2 separate regions of the Danio rerio genome follow, and region 1 is linked to region 2. A link is a contact called in public HiChIP or PLAC-seq data. All regions are on one chromosome and are shown on one strand. The core of a region is the stretch at or near the end of the contact, and the rest is flanking DNA. Distances in the headings are between cores, read along the strand shown. Region 1 holds the start of gxylt2 (glucoside xylosyltransferase 2). Region 2 holds the start of rybpb (RING1 and YY1 binding protein b).

The links. HiChIP or PLAC-seq counts read pairs in DNA pulled down with a chosen protein or histone mark.
Region 1: an H3K4me3 HiChIP or PLAC-seq map of gastrula embryo shows a contact between it and region 2, with 4 times the contacts expected there. The contact joins the promoter of gxylt2 here to the promoter of rybpb in region 2. A contact is called at or near these places in 1 of 18 Hi-C or Micro-C datasets (caudal fin) and 2 of 4 datasets of contacts at active chromatin or transcription factors (embryo and gastrula embryo).

Annotation. Positions count from the first base shown.
Region 1 is chr6:46,684,156-46,689,462 of GRCz12tu, reverse strand. It overlaps gxylt2 (glucoside xylosyltransferase 2), which reads right to left and starts at 2,959. Exons shown (of 7, transcript NM_001110200.1): 1 at 2,647-2,959. The coding sequence starts at 2,915. It also overlaps a transcript of shq1 not described here.
Region 2 is chr6:46,565,588-46,570,903 of GRCz12tu, reverse strand. It overlaps rybpb (RING1 and YY1 binding protein b), which reads left to right and starts at 3,969. Exons shown (of 5, transcript NM_001012373.2): 1 at 3,969-4,066; 2 at 4,671-4,796. The coding sequence starts at 4,041.

The sequences.
Region 1 (5,307 bases), core at 1,710-4,209, 120 kb before region 2:
TGTATCGTTTATTTCTTGAGTCACAAAGTACGTTGTTTATGGTAAAACGTTTTCTCCATTTATATGAGCACAATATTACACGCCATTTAAAATAGTACGGCCTTTACATTTTGCATTTTATTTAGCAATATTTTTCAAAGTTGGATCTGTGATCATTTGTTTTGAAAAGTGGTTTATATTTTCGATTTACACATTTTTAATTAAACATTTGTAATTAAGTTCTAAATCGGGCTACACAATATATAATTTAGCAACGATATCGCAATTTGCGAATCTGCAATAGTCACATCGACAATAGAAATTTGCAATGTCAAACTGGTACCACAATTAACCAGAAAACACAGTTCAGAACATGCAATTTGTAGAGTCATTGCAAAGTTTAGTTGTAATTTAATAATATGAAAGACTTTTATTTAGATTATGTTTGTGATTTCATGAGAATTTAAACCCCGTTTGCCGCTTTCATAAAGATTAATAGTGTTTAGTTTTTTAATGCAATAGAATAAAAACTGGTCAATGTTATTTTACATTTGATTAAAGCATTTCTGTACTTTAACACTGTTAAATTCCAACTGAAAACCATAATGTACTGCTTAGTTATTTTTTTCTATCTTTGTCCTATTGTTTTCATCTGTGTGTTTTTTTTTTTTGTTTTTTTGCTGAATTTTTGAATATTTTTGCAGATACACTCAACTATAAATCATTCCAATCAGTATAAAATACAGAAATCTTTCCAAATAGAGACATCTTGTAAATTTTCTTTCTTATCACAATTAGGCATAGGACAATAACAGCTTTTAAGGTATAAAGCGGTTTGGAAATGATTTATTTTTACGCTTTTTTTGTTTAGTTTTTTGGACAATGGTATCTCCAGCTGAAAAAGTGTCCAAAGATGCCATTTTAAATTGTAAAGAAATCAGTATTTTTGAAACTAATGAATTATTTAGCCTGACATGTTTACTGCTCCAAAATATTTTAATGTTTCTCAAAATAAAATATATTGGCTGTGTCCAAAATCACCTACTACTCAGTAGTTAATGCATTTGAATTTAAACATACTACTAACTTGACCAATAAAACAGTATGTTCTGTATAGTATGAATGTAGTGTGATGGCGTCGAATGTAGCATGCCATCCAGGTACTTCTCGCATTTTCAAATTTTATGAATTCAGACATTCTACTCCGCTCGCATACTATTTTTAGCATACTATGTAGAATGGAAGTATGTGATTTCGGACACAGCTATTGTGTTTAAAGCGGAAAAAAGTTTTTGTTTTTACCCAGACTATTAAAACGAATATATTCACAATACCATAAAACCCTGATATTTTATCGAAGGTTATCATACCGTTAAAATCTTAAAGCGGCCCATACCTAATCACAATATTTATCGCAGAAAAACAAAACATTGCAATGTCATTTTTCAAAATCGTGCAGCCCTAGTTATAAATAATGTAAAAAAAAAACACATATGAATGAGTACAAATATGAGTATTGTATATACTTTACATTGTAAGAAAAAATAGTTCTTTCCATGTGGTTAATATATTTAAACTAATAACTGATGAATATATGTATATTTTGGTATCAGGCAGGATATGAGATGACTTATATCATGATATGAGATTTTTGTCATGTCGGTCAGCCTTGGTTAATCTATATTATTGTATAACTGCAGGTTACCATGTGTGTATATGTATATATACGGTCCACCCTATACACAACGTCTGAAATCTGTCTGAATGGATTGTAATGTATTAACATGCACCTTTTAAGCAACATTGGTATGATAATTATTGTGAAAAGCACAACTTGGATTGAACTGAACATTGGGGTTCTTATATTTTAACATTAAAATACTGTTCACCTATAGGCTAAATGTGGGAGAAACTCTTTTTAATTATGTTTCAAGAAGGGCGGACGGTCTTAATAAATAAACCACTCCATCTTCCGGTCTCTAGGGACTGTTTGCTTTTACTCACAACCAATCATTGATTTTGTCCTCTATTGAGACCCTTTGGGAACGAGGCAACTGCATTCAAGGTGACCTTTTTAATAAAGCCATAATGAAAATACAATTGAGATAATCATGGATGAGATGCTCACAGGGGGCTCTTGGACTGGGCTTTGTAGCATGCACAAAGCACACTGCTCTCTGGCAACATTTAAGACGTTAGTGCATCACAATCTGGTGTGGATAGTGCAGAAATGATGCCATGCACGATTATCTGTCTTGCTGTATTAAGAAATCTAAAGATTGCACAATCAGCTCAAGACATTCTTGCCAAAATGTCCTTTGTCACAGCAGGCTTTTTGACAAGTATGTCTGGTTGGATTGGCTGTGTTGACATCCAGAAAAAGATCAGTGGTTTATTAATTGTTAATAAAACGTGTTGTTATGTACAAATCACAGAAAATTTTATGCAAATCCAAGTCATAAATTCCCTTGTGGATCAAACACATGCACTGATTTTAAAGCAGTTGAAAGGATGTTAACTCGAGAAGGAAGAAAAATGCATTGTTTTACATTATGTGATGTATTATGAAAAACTGATATCAGACATAATAAAACACACTTGCACACATTCTGTTGTTGGATCATACATATTGTTGATCATGATTTTTGCACTTGAAGAATGTCTTACCGAGTCTTCGCGATGACATTCTCTGCTCTCCTGCTGCTCAACTTGGGCTCTTTGCGGATTAGTTTCGGTGGTTTCTGTGGCTCCTCGTTGGTTTGTTTCGCACCTTTCAGAAGGACAATGTCCTCGAAATTACCGAATGATGGAAAATGTTTTTCTTTCGCAACTTCTTTCAGCGGCGGCTCGTCCGCAGCGTTCCCCCCGAAAAAGTACAAAAGTAGAAAAACTCCGAAGCACACCGCGATGGCCACAACCTTGCAGTGAATCCTCATGGTGAAAAAGTGCTCCGTCCGCGGTGGGGTGTTTTAACCATGGCTCTGGTTAAAACAAGGGGACATATTTGTAGTGTGCAGCCATACTTCTTCATTTGTACTGTGTGTGATGATGAAGACGATGCTGCTCAGCTTAGCGCCGATCTCTCTCACGTAAATGAATCTCTGAAGGCGGACCTTACTCTCCTTACCGTAATACTTGTAATGCACTCCAGCGCAATGAAAGTACAAAATAAATGGTATATCCATTCATTCATTTTCTTTTGGCTTAGTTCCTTTATTCATCAGGGGTCACCACAGCGGAATGAACCTCCAACTATTCCAGCATATGTTTTACGCAATGGATGCCCTTCCAGCTGCAACCCAATACTGAGAAACACCCATACACTAACATTCACACTCATACACTACAGTCAATTCAGTTTATTCAGTTCACCCATATTGCATGGGGGGAAATTGGAGCACCCAAAAGAAACCAATGTGGGGAGAACATGCAAACTCCACACAGAAGTGCCAAATGACCCAGCCGAGACTCAAACCAGCGACCTTCTTGCTGTGAGGCAACAGTGCTAACCACTGAGCCAAACAAATGGTATATCTTATTAAAACTGCTTTGTTACAGTTATTAAGTATATTATTTTGCTGTCAGGAGGATATTTTTTTTTATATTATGACTATAATGTTATTCATTGTGATGTTATCTTTATTTTATTTTTAATCTTTTTATTAGTCTTTTGTGTGACAAAATTAATTATTGTGAGGTAAACAGTAAGTTATTGTCCACTGTTAATCACATCCCCTAACCCCTCATTCATTAACCCAATTAACAAAACAAGAAAAATAAATATAAAAATGCATAAATACCAAATGAAGTACATTAACACTTAACAATAATATCAGAGAATAACTGCATACAGATGGAAAAAAAGGAATGAATTAATTAATAATAATAGCCTAAGTAAAAACAAAACTTCCTTCCAACAAAATGACTAATGTTACAAGTTGTTAGTATGCGGTGTAAACTTTAATTATAATATGCATTTACTGTATCTCATCAAACCTTGCAAAACCAGAATTTTTTTTTTAAATTGCATTTCTTAATGTATAATTGTCTTTTTTTGTTTGTTTTGTTTATATCTATATTCATCTTATTCCTCCTATTTCTGCTTATTTACTGTAGTGCCGTTTTTTATGCTTTTTTAAATTAGATTTTAAACTGCATTGCAATATATTTAAAGGGATAGTTAAAAAACTTAGGTCATCCATGTGGAGTTAGTTTGAAATTCATTCATTCATTCATTCATTTTCTGTTTGGCTTAGTCCCTTTATTAATCTGGGGTCACCACAGCGGAATGAACTGCCAACCCATCCAGCATATGTTTTACACAGAACATGTAAACTCCACGCAGAAAATACCAACTGACCCAGCCTGGGTTCGAACCAGCGACAATATAATAAATAAATAAAATAAATACCAAATGAAGTACACTTAACCATAATATCAGAGAATAACTGCATACAGACGAAAAAAAATTCACCATTAATTAATGAATTAATAATAATAATAAGTAAAAAAATATCCCTTCTAACAAACTGACTAATGTTACAAGTCGCAAGTATGATAAGTAATCTTTAACAAAAATATGCCTTTTATTGTGTCTTATAAAACCTTGCAAATCAGAAATTAATTTAAAATGGCATTTTTTAGTGTATAATTGTCTTTTTAGTTTTATTTACATCTATATTCAACTTTTTGTTTATTTACTGTAGCCTGCTTGTAAAATTTATTTTGCAGCATACAGGGACAAATAAAGTAAAATAACTAACATATTGGATGACCTGAGTTTTTTTAACCAATATGGGGTTATTTTAAAAAATGTATTAATGTTTATATAGTTTTCCTGTAGCCCTAAATGTATTTTTGACCCTTTAAAGGGATAGTTCATAATAAATGAATATTCTGTTATGATTTACTTCCCTCATCCTGCTTTTTTTTTAGTTGTGAAGGGGACAGTTTACTGTCAATGAGCGTCGTCTTTCGGATGAGACGTAAAACCAAGGTCCTGACTCTCTGTGATCATTAAAAATCCCATAGCACTTCTTTTAAAGAGTAGGGGTGTAACCTACATCCAGATTCTCTCCACTGGCCCTTACCCAACATGGCCTCCCAATCATCTCCATCTACTGAGTTGGCTCTATCACTGTCTCTTTACTCCTCTTATAGTTGGTGTGTGGTGACCGCACTGGTGTAATTGTCCGGGGGCTACCATCACATCATCCAAATACATTTATAAAAGTTTAGAACCACATGCAGGTGAGTAAATAGTAATTGAATTTTCATTTTGGGGTGAACATTCCCTTAAGGCTAAAATCTTTAGATCTTTTTAATATT
Region 2 (5,316 bases), core at 2,720-5,219:
TCGCATGTGCTTATCTGAGTCATCTTTATAATTCACCTACTCCCACATCACATCATTCGTGAGACAGCACGCAAGAGCTAGAAATCTGACATCAATCTGCTAGCACAAAGGTGATAGCCAAATGTACCTTTCTAATTTTAAAACATCACAGGCAAGCTCATCTAAATTAAGGATTTGACAGATTCTCACAAGCATCCAAGTTCTTTGAATTCAATAATGAATCAGTGTTTGAAGGCAGAGAGTGAACTTGATGTTTGTAAGTTCAGGTAATCAGAACTGTGTAATATTTCACATTTTATCTGTTGTGACTAAAACACTTTGTTGTATTTTGTGTTTACAACAGTGTGGTTCTGGTATCGTTTTCTGAATTGGATTTGACAGATTTGTATAACTTTTTCAAGTTCTTTGCGTTCAATAATGAATGAGCGTTTGAAGGCACAGTGTGAACTTGATGTTTGTAAGTTCGGGTATTCAGAACTGTGTAATATTTCATGTTTCATCTGACGTGATGAAAACACTCTGACAGCATCTGTGTTGTATTTTGCATTCACAACTGTGTGATTCCAGTATCCTTTTTCTGAATTGGCCTTTGAAGTTCCTGGCTTTTGCGAACCTTAGATGTTTGTATTCTTAGCTGTCCTGGATTTTGTAGAAAACCATCTGCAAAGAGTTCCAGATCAAACCTCCAATCAACATCAGTCGGTAATAAACTTATGAGAGTCTGTCATGAAGTTGCAACATAGACCCGGCAACACATGGGGAGAAAAGGGGGCACAGAGGGGCTGAAACCCTGGAGAGCAGCTAATGATTCACATTTCATACCCCCCCCCCCCACACACACAGGGGCCCTTGTGTCTGCCATGAGGGGCCTCTTCGAGGGTTTGTTTTCACTGTGCAATCCAAAATAAATGGAAGCCACAGATGAAGACTGGACACTTGAGAAATTGAAATCATCAAGTCCGTAAGAAAAACACTCATATCTCGGTCTGTTGCTCATTATGTGTGTGTTCCCTTCTTGATCTCATTGGCTGTGCGGTGAGAAACAGGTGAGATATATTGTGTTTATAGTCAGTAACACAGCCCTTTATTTTTGCACAGTTAGTTTCTGGTCATGCATGTCACCGTAGATAAAAGGTCATGACATACGTTGGTTCTTGTGTGTTTAACAAGTTCAGCTTGTGCAAGCTCAGAGTTGGTATAAAATGAATGTCACTCTCTTTGTGCATATTTTCAGTGATTCATGCTGTTGATTTGTACAAAAACTGCAGGTGTAATGACAACTCTTGTCTTATGTCCAACAATTTTCCACTCCAGCTTTTCTTTTAGGCACAATTTTCAATAGGCACGATTGCAGAAATAGAGATGTTTTTTAAAATTATATTTAGAATTGTTCAATTATTTAAATGTATTAATCTTCTAATAATTAATTAAATGGGCGATGCAGTGGCACAGTAGGTAGTGCTGTTGCCTCACAGCAAGAAGGTCGCTGGGTCGCTGGTTCGAGCCTTGGCTCAGTTGTCGTTTCTGTGTTGAGTTTGCAGGTAGTCCCGTTCGCGTGGGTTTCCTCCGGGTGCTCCGGTTTCCCCCAAAGTTAGTACAGGTGAATTGGGTAGGCTAAATTATTCGTAGTGTATGAAAGTGTGTGTGAATGAGTGTAAGATGGGTTGGGGCTGGAAGGGCATCCGCTGCGTAAAAACGTGCTGGATAAGTTGGTGGTTCATTCCGCTGTGGTAAACCCGGATTAATAAAGGGACTAAGCCGACAAGAAAATGAATGAATAATTAATTAAATATTAGTAAAAAATTTTATACTTTATTTGTTCATTCATTCTTTTTAATTATCCAGCATATGTACCTGTATTACACAGCGGATGTCCTTCCCGCTGCAACCCAGTACTGGGAAACATCCATAAACACTCATTCACACACTTACATTATTTAGTTTATTCAATTCACCTGTAGTGCATGTCTTTGAACTGTGGGGGAAATCGGAGCACCCGGAGGAAGACCACACACACACATGGAAGAACAATGCAAACTCCACACAGAATTGCCAACTGGTCCAGCCGAAGCTCGAACCAGTGACCTTCTTGCTGTGAGGCGACAGTGCTAACCTCTGAGCCCCTGTGTGGTCCCTTGCAATGATTGATTGTTTCATTAATTTCATTTATTTCTTGTACGCTTTTCTGCTGTCGTGGGGGCAGCAGTCTTTGGAGAGAACCCAGACTTCCCTCTCCCCAGACACTTCCTCCAGCTCCTCGAATAATGAAAGGTCCCGAGTCATTCCCTGGCCAGCTGAGAGACATAGTCCCTGGGTCTTCCCTGAGGCCTCCTCCAGGTGGGACATGCCTAGAACACTTCCCTATATAGGCGTCCTGTAGGCATCCGAAACAGATGCCCAAACCACCTCAGCTGACTTCTCTCAATGTGGAGGAGCAGCGGCTCTACTCAGAGCTCCTCCCGGGTGACAGAGCTCCTCACCCTAAGGGTGCGTTTTGACACCCTGCGAAAGAAACTAATTTTAGCTGCTTGTCCTTTCAGTCCAAAAGCTCATGACCATGGGTGAAGGTAGGAACGTAGATTGACCGGTAAATCAAAAGCTTTGGCTTTTGGCTCAGCTCCTTTCATTAAAAATGTAAATGATGTTAAGAAACTGAGCATTATTTACAACATAAATAGAAACGATGACAATCTATGTATATTTTGCCTCTGTAATAATTTTTTTTTACTCTCAAAGTGCTGGTGATCATGGATTCAGCTAAAAATCTGTATTGTTAAGACGAAAAAACGTTACTTGAATGAGTAAATTAAGAGCAAATTTTCTTTTTTTTCAGGGTGAGCCATGCCTTTTAAAACTGAGACACTCTTTATCAGAGATTTAAAAATTGGTCAAAGTTGGCCCATGGTAACCTTTGATCTGGCCCATCACCCCATCTGAAAAAAAGAGGGAGATTGCTTTAGAGATTGTTATTTCAAATTTAATGCAACCTTTTATTTGTTTGTTTTACTGTTAAGCTACAAAAAAGCAAACTGGAATTAAATGTTTTAATTTAAATGCTCTAATTTAGTTTAAAATGTACAAACAGTCACTCGATGAATAGAAGACAATGCAGAGGCTTTGGTGACCAAATCAGGGCAAAGGCAGATTCTGCTTGACCTGTGTATTCAGTATTGAACTCCACTCTGTTATAGACGTGATTGTTTATGTTTTTGTTGCAATAAAATATTTATTTAGAAAAAGCTACTGCATTAGTTAATATGATTCAAATTGATTCTTAAATATAATGAAATAAATGTGGAAATTACCCATGGCAACATTAAAGTAAATTAGTTTGTGATAGCCTATTTATCTTTGGCCCACGGTTCTCAATGATATTCCGTTTTTGGCCCTTCATACGAAAAAGTTTGGGCACCCCTGCTTTATATTGTATCACTTGTAGCTATGTGAGGCTGGCTGCAGTGACAAACTTGTTGCACTCTGAGATGCTTGAAGACAGATTTAAATCTGTGGCTGTGAACATTTCATTCTTAATCATTCCCATGCATTGCTTTGAGGTGTCAAAGCACAGAATAAAGTAAGCGCATGCATGTATATTCCAGTATGGAGGTGTCCCAAGTTGAACTTGACTTTGTAGCCCAGCTCAACGCACACTCCTCAGCGCCGTTGAGGTATAGCAGAGTCATTCAGTCATCGAGTCAGTCTTTCACTGCTGCTTTCTCTCACCTCGACAGGCACACAGTCTTAATTACGTTTGGCAATCGGAGAGCAGTGTAGTAGTATTACTCCATCCGTGCCGATTATTTCTGGCGAGACTTTTAAATCGAAAACCGCGGTGATTGGACGGCGCAGTCACGGGGTCCGCAGTCTCTTCGCCCTGCCTAGAGTCAGTCATTCAGTCGGGGGAAGGCGAGTCTGCCTGCAAGCGCTTCTCTCAGTGTGGATCCACCATACACACACATACACGCTCACACGGACCTTTACGCACAATTATTGTTAATTACGGAACCCGTTTCGGTCTTCTGGGAGTCTATTTTTCCACAATGGGCGACAAAAAGAGCCCGACCAGGTAAGAAAGCGTCAACAGTCGGTAGTTTCTGAGGCGATTTTGGTGTCCGCGCGGCTGTTTTTTCGCTCGGTGGATATTCGGATGCTTTTCTCGAGGAGTGTTTCTCCTTTCTCTCAGAAACAAGCGCAGCTATGGCGGCTTTCTCTTCTTTACAGAGGACTCTAAACACGACTCAGTGCCTCTCAGACAAAGAGATTTTTCTCCTACGGGATACGCCTGGCCTCTTCGGACGGGGTTTTTAATCGAAGTTAGCCGTTAAACGGACGTTTTTTGACATTCGATTTCACGCCGTTCACCGACGCGATATCTTTAGCTCTCTGGCTAACGCTAGCTGCCGTGCCAGCGGACACCAATCTAGACCCTTTAAGTGAATTACATGTCTCTGGTGACTAGAAGCTGTGGAGAATAACCGTGGCTAGTTAGCTGGTTAGCGTGCGTTTCCAGTATTTTCCGGTTCTAATAAACCGTCCTCGCGCGTCATGTGTCGGATTTTCTGTCACTTTCTGTGCCACTTCGCTTCGGTTAAACGCATTCGAGTCGACGGATGTTAGGGGGCAAACGTGAAAGTTGACCTTAATAATTTGAGCTTCTCTTGTCATTAAAGGCCAAAAAGACAAGCCAAACCGACAGCGGACAACGGATTTTGGGACTGTAGCGTGTGCACTTTCAGAAACAGTGCCGAAGCCTTCAAATGCAGCATCTGTGATGTACGGAAGGGCACGTCTACCAGGTATGGGCATTTACAATGGACTTATGCAGCATTGCATTCCTGATCTCATCACTAATGCTGTCGATTTGGACGCTTTACTTGTTGATTTGCTGTTTAAGATTCATAGAAACACCAGTCGTCTCATGCAAGTGAAATGTCATTTGTTCAGTCTGATGACTGGCGCTAAATTGAGTGTGGCAGACAGCCTGTGCAGTCACTGCAGTGGAAGGCAAACTTTCTTTGTCTTTCATTAGCTTGAGCGCATTTTATTGCATTGGATTTGCGTTCTAATGCTTTCACTGCAGCTCCATGATCGTGCATGCTTGCAGACGCATACCTGCTAATGCAGTGCTGCAGTGTTTGCATGTTGTGGCTCCAGCCAGATTTCCCATTGAAAGCTGTATGGCTGGCATGTGTCTGTTTTAATCAAATGTATTTAATGTCTGGGTGTGTTTTAAGCTGTCAAACTGTTACAGATACCTTTGGTGTTAAGATCCATAACAGGAAACTGATTTTCTCGGGTTTTTCCTGCATGTTAGAG